Linked DNA regions of Zea mays: region 1 is linked to region 2. A link is a contact called in public Hi-C data. All regions are on one chromosome and are shown on one strand. The core of a region is the stretch at or near the end of the contact, and the rest is flanking DNA. Distances in the headings are between cores, read along the strand shown.

What was found. A called contact is a pair of places that touch in the nucleus more often than the background predicts.
Region 1: a Hi-C map of ear shows a contact between it and region 2, with 3 times the contacts expected there. The contact joins the promoter of LOC103639119 here to the promoter of LOC100191939 in region 2. A contact is called at or near these places in 11 of 25 Hi-C or Micro-C datasets (bundle sheath, ear, endosperm and 4 more).

The regions. Positions count from the first base shown.
Region 1 is chr9:134,110,462-134,115,432 of Zm-B73-REFERENCE-NAM-5.0, reverse strand. It overlaps LOC103639119 (protein HUA2-LIKE 2), which reads right to left and starts at 1,989. Exons shown (of 14, transcript XM_035962675.1): 1 at 1,357-1,989.
Region 2 is chr9:133,946,857-133,952,059 of Zm-B73-REFERENCE-NAM-5.0, reverse strand. LOC100191939 (Phosphoinositide phospholipase C 2) reads left to right here and starts at 3,837. Exons shown (of 6, transcript NM_001361552.1): 1 at 3,837-4,271. The coding sequence starts at 3,960.

The sequences.
Region 1 (4,971 bases), core at 740-3,239, 170 kb before region 2:
AAATTACTAGCCATATGTTTTGTTCAAATCAACTTCAAAAACTAGTCTGCCCAGTGAAATATATTTAACATATTTATTTTCATGCAATTGAACAGAATACAGAAATAGCACATTACCAAAAGTCCAAAACATTCCATCCCAGCAACCAAACAGAAAACTTACTGGAATAAATCAACAATTATATGTCCAAGATTTCAATCAGGGTGCTGCGATTAGAAGGATCAAGAATATTTACAAAGTGGTTTAACAAATGTGATGATAATGAGAAGTGTTTTAAAGTGGAGGAGAAAATTATAAAGAAAAGGAACCCCAGCAAAAACTAGAACCTATATGGAGGACTAGAAAATTAAACTAGATATTTTGTTTCACCAAAAAGGCATATATGGACGACTAGAAAATAAAATTAGATCTTTTGTATCACCAAACAGGCATATGCAAAGTCAGAAGAGCTCTATAAACTTTGAAGAATCTACATGAAGCCACTAATACTTGTGGTGTATACCGATACAAAACGAGGACAACATTTAGCTTATTTAGCCCCTGAACCGAATATAAAACAAAACATTAGAGAACATTTAACAGGCACTTAGTTGCAGACAATTATCATAATATTCCGCATAATATGAACACCATAAACAAAAAACAACAAATCTTATGCTACTTTAGAAGTGATAAAAATGAGAAGACAAAGTACCGCCTTGTGGAAGCTAGGAAACATCAGATATCCTGGCATTTGTACTTGTCACAAAGAGCCAGATCCTTAAAACAATGTCCATATCCATAACCACTACTAAGCTATGAAATCCATAGGTCAAATTGGGTGAAATCTTACTGCACATCCAAACACAAGGAAGATGGCCCCTAATCAGTAATCACCCAAATCCTACCCAGCCCCCATGCCATAAATCAGAAGTAGCACCGGATCTCTACAAGAACCCAACATCTAAACAAACAAATCACCAAGAAATGAAACAAGCTAGGCCAAGTAAGCCCCTACTCCCTAAAGCTCAGCAGAAAGCAATGGAAAGGGATTTCTTTTACTAAAGATACTATCTTTTTTAAGCGTGTGATAGCCGAATCCCTACTCGCACAACGTTCCTGCTATATGCAGCATCAGGAGGACAAAACTGGCGCAGATTCATAGCTAAAATGGCCAAATCGAGGTAGAAGAACATGTGAAAAACCTAAGATTTCACCAAACCGACCGCTGGGCAGGCCCCAGACACCGGCTTCCACGGCCGCCGCCAAACCCTAAGCGAGAAACCCCCGCCCAGACCAAGAATCCTCGGAACCCAGGCTGCCCAGGCCACAGATCAGCGAACAGAGCAGAAGGAGCTGCCGAGACGACGCACTCACCATAGCCGGCCAGGCCGGGAAGCCCTTCATCTTGGCGAGCACGAGGTCGCCCACCTTCCACTTGGCCGCGGCCGCGGCCGCGGCGGCAGCTGCTGCGCGCTTCCTCTTCGCCGGCGCCATCGCCCGCCACCGCCCGTCGACCAGCCCGCCGCGGACCCCCGCCCAGCACCGATCAGGGCTGACAGGGCAACCGCGCGACGGCTAACGCCTGTGCCCGTGGAGCGGCGGCGGGTCCGCAGGAAGCCAGTGTGCTTCGCCCGCCCGTAGTCCTAGTTCTCTCAGCGGTGGCGGCGGCGGCGGCGGCGAGGAGAAGAGGCGTGGGAGGGAGAGCAGGAGGAAAGGTAGCTTTGGGGATTTTTTATATTTTTTTAGTTCTCCTCTCGGAATGGTTTTTGTGCGCGTTTTAGTAGTTTATTTTTTACGAAGTATTATTTACTCGAGCCGTCGAGCCGAGCGTGCGACTTCGCTAGTTTGACAGGGGAGGGGGGTGGGGGCTGGTAGTTCGGTGGAAAGAAGCGAGGACGCTGGACGCACGAGGGCGCGGCGTGGGAGGGATGAAGCGGTGGCCTGCGGGCGTCGTGGGGAGCGGGGTGCGCGTTTAAAGAGCAGCCAAGGAGGCTGGGTATGTGGACGGAGTCACCATAGCCGGAGCCCGGAGATGGCTTTGCTGCCACATGGCCATCTCCGTATCTGTCCCAGCCTTTGTTTTCTGTTTTTTTACAGTATATAGCCTTTGTTTTCTGTTTTTTATAGTATATAGTTTATGTTAATGTTATGATCATAATAAAGAAAGAAGTGAAAAGAGGGCAACGGTAGCGACGGCATGAATGAGAAGTAGAGAGTGGCGGGTCACTGGTGAGGGAGAGATAAGAGATGATTCAAATAATATTATCCATTAAATTTGAGTAGGGATGGAGTTATTCAATTGTTTAAATCATTAGTTTTAATGATGTGTTACGTCTGGGTGTAATTTATTTTGTAGATTTAATAGAGGTTATGAGTGTGGGAGTGATTTGGTTGAGTTGTTTTTGTAAAATTTAGACTGGTTGATTATATAACGATGATGATAATAGATAATCGAAACTCGTTTTGTTGTAGCGGAGGGTTTATGGGCCAAACTCCACTATTTTTGTGTGGTTTTCTACTCCTACTATGTAGGAGTGTTTGGTTCCATAAAACTAAAGTTTAGTCACTGTCACATCCTTCTTTGTGTGATTTTTTTATGTGGTGATGGCCTAACACCTATGTGTATAGGTTGTGTTTGGTTTAGTACATAAGGTCATCTTTGTTAGGGTTGTTCTATGGCTCGGTCAAGATGACTGTGTCGGAGTTTATCCAACTCAATTGTACATTGATCGAGGGTGAGTTGTTTCCATGGATTGCGACCTCCAGTTACAGGAACACAATATAAAAGGGAAGCTAAGGCACGGAAACCAACACGTTGTAACACCGACAAATCCTAACCGCCACATTTACTCAGAGGTCCTAATCTACCTAGTGTTCCCAGCGACCGGAAGAGCTGCCACCAATGACGTCCACAAAGCTCGGCCACCCACGAGGCCAGACACTAAGGAGCCCCCTCTTTCGTCAACTACACATGGTCGGGACAACACTGGAGAAGGATCAAAGGGACATGGTGCACCAGTGATGGACACCACCGCGATGACCAATGATGCCACCCCCTCGAACAAGAAGGTATGTAAGAGATCATTCCCCTTAACCCTCATATTAGGTTTTAGGACTCCTGCCATCATCAAGGTAGCATCAAATTGGCAAATTAGGGACTTAAGATGAGATGCTCTAAGTTTTATATCAATGGCATCGAAGACAACATAAGGGTCCCTAGTTCACTTATCCGGTGAATTAGAGTCAAGAAAGAGTCTAGGGGTCAAAAAAAATAAGGGATCAGGGTTCATCCGCCTACGCAAAGGGTAGCCCACGCGAGGGTCAAGCACCACGGTCGAGTAACTCCGTAGAGAGCCATGTGCCTTTTCCGCGCGCAAGTGGTGCTCCGCTTCCGGCTCCGCTTCCGGCTCCCCGTTGTCTCCACTGTTGAGCTTCCGACCAAAAAGTCACGGGCCTCGCTCTCTCCGGTGCACGGTGGCGGCCGTGACACAAATGCGGTTGTCACTGTCTCGCAAGACTCTCGCCTCACTCGGTACAATTACAACGGCTCGCGCAAGAGCCGAGGGTTGTGTGGTTTTTCTAAACTCACTCAGCTAATTAGGATTCACCTAGATCAAGCGCTAAAGCGGTCTAACTAACCTAAGCACTTCACAAAGCACCTACGCTAATCACCGAGTGATTCTATTAAGCACTTTGTGTATGAGCTCTTGGGAATGCCTATATTATGCCTTTGTATGTTGCTTAGGCTCCCACACCTTGAAATGGTCGGTTGGGAGTATTCATAGGCTCCAACACAATTCTAGCCATTGGAGAAAAGATGCTGCTCTCTGCGGCACACCGGACAGTCTGGTGCCCCTGTCCGGTGCGCCTAGCCGTTGGATCTGACACCGCAGGTGACCGATGGCGCTGCAGGCTTTTACACCGGACAGTCTGGACATCACACCGAACTAGGGCTGGATATCGAGCTGGCTCGACTCGACTCGACTCGTTTTAGCTCGTTATGATAATGAGCCAGCTCAACTCGACTCGTTAACAAAACGAGCTAAAGAAGCTGCTCCGCTTGACTCGTTTAGCAGCTCGAGCTAGCTCGATTAGCTCGTGAGCCAACTCCATATCAAAACAAACACAAAACTGAAAATTCATATAATCACTTTACAAAATAGAAACCAGCTCATTCAATCAAACAAACAAAAATAATTGGATACTTCCACTCACAAACTGACAAACATAGGATCAAATTTCTCCCAACATGTCGCCGACTTCTTCTTGGATGCAGGGTCTTTGTGCGCCTGCTCACAGAACCGGAGCAAGAACTTTGTCGAGTGTTTGGGCGAAGGCAGAGACGCCACCCTTCGCTCGTCGCCTCTCGCTGCAGTCGCTGGTTTGACGAAGACAAAACGGGCAGGGACACCCTTCGCTTCATTCAGCACCAGACGAAGGCCTGCGGTGACGTCTCCCCGCAGCACGGCCTCGTCCTGCTCTGAGGCCCACGTGTGATCTGGCCCATTGTAACGGGCCCCGCGTGACCGCCTTTGTGTTACGGGCCTAGTTTGTAAAGGCATTCTTGTAAGTACAGCTTGTAACCCTGCTTTATGGGAATATTCTGGGGATAAACCAGGTGTCCGAGGGCACATGCGTCCTTAACACAAGGCGCTGGGCACTCAGATACCTATAAATACCCCCGCACAGTGCCCGTGAGAGGCTAGACATGAACAGAGCTATTTGCCCCCGAGCACGTATCCCTGTTGTCACCACCGTTCATCCTTGTTGGCCTCCTTGCTACCGAGAGCAAGTTCCAACATTTGGCGCCCACCGTTCGTGCTACGACAAGACCACCCGCGATGGCACCCAAGAGAGCTAACCCGAAGGCTGACGAGGCTGCGAAGGCAGCACTGCTGGCCGCGAGAAAGGGCAAGGCCCTCGTCCTCACCCAATCCACCCACCAAGAGCCCACTGAAGACAACATTCCCCGCACCCGCGAAGACGACA
Region 2 (5,203 bases), core at 2,588-5,087:
CCTTGCTTCGGGATCTGGTATCCAAAGGGGTCTACCTTTGACTTAATTGGATATTCAGACTCCGATTATACTGGATGTAAGGTCGATAGGAAGAGTACATCAGGGACGTGCCAATTCTTAGGAAGGTCCCTGGTGTCATGGAGTTCTAAGAAACAAACTTCCGTTGCCCTATCCACCGCTGAGGCCGAGTATGTTGCCACAGGACAGTGTTGCGCGCAACTACTTTGGATGAGGCAAACCCTCAGGGACTTTGGCTACAATCTGAGCAAAGTCCCACTCCTATGTGATAATGAGAGTGCTATCCGCATGGCGGACAACCCCGTTGAGCACAGCCGCACAAAGCACATTGACATCCGACATCACTTTTTGAGAGACCACCAGCAAATGGGAGATATCGAAGTGTTTTATGTTAGCACCGAGAACCAGCTAGCCGATATCTTTACCAAGCTTCTAGATGAGTCGACCTTTTGCAGGCTGCGTAGTGAGCTAAATGTCTTAGATTCGCAGAACTTGGATTGATTTATAGCATACATGTGTTCATACCTTTGATCATGTTCTTCATGCATTTTGTTGTTTATTTATGGTGCTCAAGTTGTACAAACACTCCCCGGACCTCAAAAGTCCATGTGTGAGTGATGCACATATTTAGGGGGAGATGTGCTACAACTTGACCCTTTGAGACTAACCGTGTGCTTGAGTTTGTTTGATTTAGTCTCAAAGGTGGATTGAAAGGGAAAAGGTGGACTTGGACCATGCAAGACTTCCACTGCACTCCGATGAGAGGGTACCTTACTCCAAGTTCATCTCAATATCCTTATTGCCTTTGTGCTCTTATTTGAAGATTTTGGTGATGCAATGGGGTTTAAGGGCCAAGATTGATCCCGTTTTGGTGCTTGATGCCAAAGGGGGAGAAAATAAGGCCAAAGCAATAAATGGATCAGCTACCACTTGAGAATTTTGAAAATAGTATAATAGAGTTTTTGGTTTGTCAAAAATCTCTTATTGTTTCTTTTGTCAAAAGTTGGCCTCTTGTGGGGAGAATGGTTGATTATGGGAAAAGGGGGAGTTTTTTTTGAAATCTTTGATCAATTTCTCTTGGAACAACTCTCTTTATGTCTCAACAAGTGTGTTTGACTTAGAGATAGGAAATTGAGGTTGATTTGCAAAAACAAACCAAGTGGTGGCAAAGAATGATCCAAATATGCCAAATTTGAATCAAAACAAATTTGAGTTTTCATTTGCATTGATGTTGCACTTCTTTAGTTGCTTTTTTGTTGTGTTGGCATAAATCACCAAAAAGGGGGAGATTGAAAGGGAAATGTGCCATTGGGCCATTTCTAAGTATTTTGGTGATTGAGTGCCAACACAAGTGCTTAAGTGTTAATCTATGCCAATTGATGGACAAAGTGCAAATCAAGAGTAAAGGTATGTTTCTAAGACTTAGTACATTATTTTGGAGACTAATGTATTGTGTCTAAGTGCTAGAAACAGGAAAAGATCAATTTGGAAAAGACTTGGCTGAGCAGCCAAGACTCTGTGCAGTCTGGGTGCACCGGACAGTGTCCGGTGCGCCAGGCTGGCGTCTGTCAACTAGCTGCTCTCGGGACTTCGACGGCGGTGTACGACTATAAATCACCGGACTGTCCGGTGGTGCACCGGACTGTCCGGTGTGCCAACAGTCGGCCCAGCCAACGGTCGGCCGCGTAATCCACGCGCGACGCGTGGCAGAGCCAACGGTCAGAAGGGGGCACCGGACTGTCCGGTGTGCACCGGACAGTGTCCGGTGCGCCAACGGCTCTGAAACTTCAACGATCGGCTTCGCTAAAGAAGGAAAGAAATCCACACCGGACAGTGTCCGGTGGTGCACCGGACAGTGTCCGGTGCGCCAGGCGACAGAAGGCAAGAATTGCCTTCCTGGAATGCTCTCAACGGCTCCTAGCTGCCTTGGGGCTATAAAAGGGACCCCTAGGCACATGGAGGAGAACATCAAGCATTCTCTAAGCATTCCTAAGCACCAAGACTTCAATTCCGCGCATTCTATTCTTTGTGATAGCAACTAGAGCTCCATTTGAGTAGAGAACTCTTTGAGTTGTGTTGAGAGCTCGTGTTGTGACTTGTGTGTGTGTTGTTGCTCTGATTTTTGTCTTGTGTGCGTTGCTCATCCCATCCTTACTTCTATGCTTCTTTGTGATAATCAAAGTGTAAGGGCGAGAGGCTCCAAGTTGTGGAGATTCCTCGCAAGCGGGATATAGTAAAGTGAAAGCAAAACACCGTGGTATTCAAGTGGGTCTTTGGACCGCTTGAAAGGGGTTGAGTGCAACCCTCGTCCGTTGGGACGCCACAACGTGGAGTAGGCAAGTGTTGGACTTGGCCGAACCACGGGATAAACCATTGTGCCATCTCTGTGTTGATCTCTTTGTGCTTATTGTGTTTTGCAAGAACTCCTCTCTAGCCACTTGGCTTTATTGTGCTAACTCCTAATCAAGTTTTGTGGCATTAAGTTTCAAGTTTTTACAAGATCACCTATTCACCCCCCCCCCCCCCCCTCTAGGTGCTCTCACATATATAATCCTAAGACCTCGTTTTGGTTTTCTAAGTATAAGAGACAACCAATAGACTGCATGATACAATCTCGAGACCATGGATCATAAATACAGTTTAGAGACAATATACATGGAGAGTCGTGAAGAGATCTTGTATTTTTCCACTTGCCCCAGGGCCGTGCCGGAAGAAAATGAGGCCCTGTACAAACTATTGAATAAAAAACTCTTCTTACTAAACTATTTAAAAACAGAACTGTAAGTATTAAAATGTTGTAATGTAGTATATACAAATGGAGTTTATAAAAAAATAACTATTTAACTCTTTATTGCATGAATTTTACTTGAATAACTTCATTCTCTTAGTGTTCATTGAAATAAATTCTTCAATGATATGCTTATATTCAATCTTGTCCAATAATCCACTCTCAAGTGCTATTGTGGCTAAATTAGTCTTTGTTGTGTCATTGTAGAACGCAAATAGGACTTCAATAGTTTTAATTTAGAAAAGCTCCGCTCTGCTGATGCAACATTCATAGGAATCCAGACACAAGCAGTCAAGCAGGAAATGTCTTCAAGAGCAGCAGGGTGCCTAGTGGCGGATAGAATTGGTTGGGGTCCTTGATACACTCGTGATGCTCCTGTGTTATCGGCCGACAGTTGCAAACAGCTGCAAATGAACAAGATCTCCCTAGCCATGCATCCGTAGGGTAGACCAAGCAAATTAGTAATGCTTGGCGGCGGAGGCTAGAGGCGAGAGGCTAAAACATCCCAACAACAGAGGAGAGAGGGTTTCATTCCAATGAAACTTAGGATACATTGTTTTATAGACAAAACTGATGCATCACTTTTGGAAACCGTGCAATGAAACTTCCATTGAGAACGGCCTTAGGACATGTACAACCCTGAGACACCAGTTCAGTTTTCTAAGTATAAGAGACGACTAAAAGACTGCATGGTACAATTTCTGAGACCATGGATCATAAATATAGCTAAGAATTACAGTATATATAAAGTCGTAAAAAGACGAGATCATGTCTCTTATATTTTTTTTACTTAGCCCCTTAAAGACTATTAAATAAGATGGTATAATAACGGTGCGACCGCTCCTATATATTGGATTACGACCGCCCACAGGCCAGCCGGCAATAACTGCTCCACCACCACCACTCGCATATATACTTATATGCATATAACAAACAAAGAATCCAACAGCAGGCATATATATATTCGCGTATAGACATACATACGTAGCTCAATAAGGACTGCATGCACGCAAACGCAGCAGCAGCTAAAGTCCTATTCCGGCAGGAGGGGCAGCACGCACAGGCACAGCTAGCAGCTGTCTGCTAGCGCGCGAGAGAGGAGAGCAGCTTGGAACCGTACGTACGCGGTGCGCCCACCCCACCGGCGGATGCCATGACGACGTACAGGGTCTGCTGCTTCCTGCGGCGGTTCCGGGCGGCGTCGAACGAGCCGTCGGAAGCGGTCGGCGACGTGTTCCGGGCGTACGCCGACGGCGGCGGCGGCTTGCTCGGGGAGGAGGCGCTGCGGAGGTTCCTGCGGGAGGTGCAGCGGGAGACCGACGCTGGCGCCGACGCGGCGGCCAAGGAGGTGGTGGCGTTCGCGGCGGAGCACAGGCTGCTCAGCAAGGGCCGCGGCCTCACCGCCGAGGGGTTCCTCCGGTGGCTCTTCAGCGACGCCAACGCCGCCCTCGATCCGCGCCGAGGGGTGAGTTTTTCTCTCCCTCTCTTTTAATTTTTCTCTGTTCGTTCTAGGAATAATCCTATAAAAACATACATCCACATATACTGTGTTGTGATCCAATTCTATATAATACAGTTTACTCGTATATCATATCAGTGTCAGTAAGAAATATCTATCTATCTATCCCCACTATTATATCTATCATATCATATCAGTTTGAGTCCTGCAGAGTTCAACATGCAGTCATGCAGATCAGACAACAGCTGCAGCTCCGCCCTTTCTGCATTGTGCACATGCACACATGCATTAAATTAGGATTTTCTTTTTTTCCCCTCTAAAGACAAAAAGGGTTATTGTTGAGAGGATTTTTTTTCCTTCTGGTCACAACTCACAGGTACTACGGCGTATTAACCGGTCTATCTGGGACCATTATTCCAGGAGAGGATACATTTACTTGAGAGCATTAATTAAGTGCCTGCCGTTCGGTCAATGGTACTGTTCATAGTTATGACTTGCCGGAAAAACGATCGGGGCGTGTGGATGTGGACTGTGGACGAATAGTTGATGAGGTCCAGTCTCCAGTGTCCCTATTGCTGGAATTTGCAAGGGCCGGGTTTTTTTTTTTTTACGAGCACGTCCGAAAACATTAGACCAAAGGACGACCTAAAGGCGTGCATAGAACGAAATTTAAATTCCGGCATGTCGGACCTAGCACTGCACATACATGGGTAATTCCTTTAATTTAGTAAGCTATGGACTGTATGCAGTTATAGTATTTAAACTTTATGTGTTCAAATATATGGACCGGTCTTAGGACGACAATGGACCGATGAAAGGTCTAGTTTGTTTTAGGGCCAGGCTGAGCCACTGTTTCTACTCTTTGGGCTGGCACGACACTACCCGCTTGAGCCCGTTTGTCCCGACTCCCGAAGCACGATGGATCTAGACCGACCTAG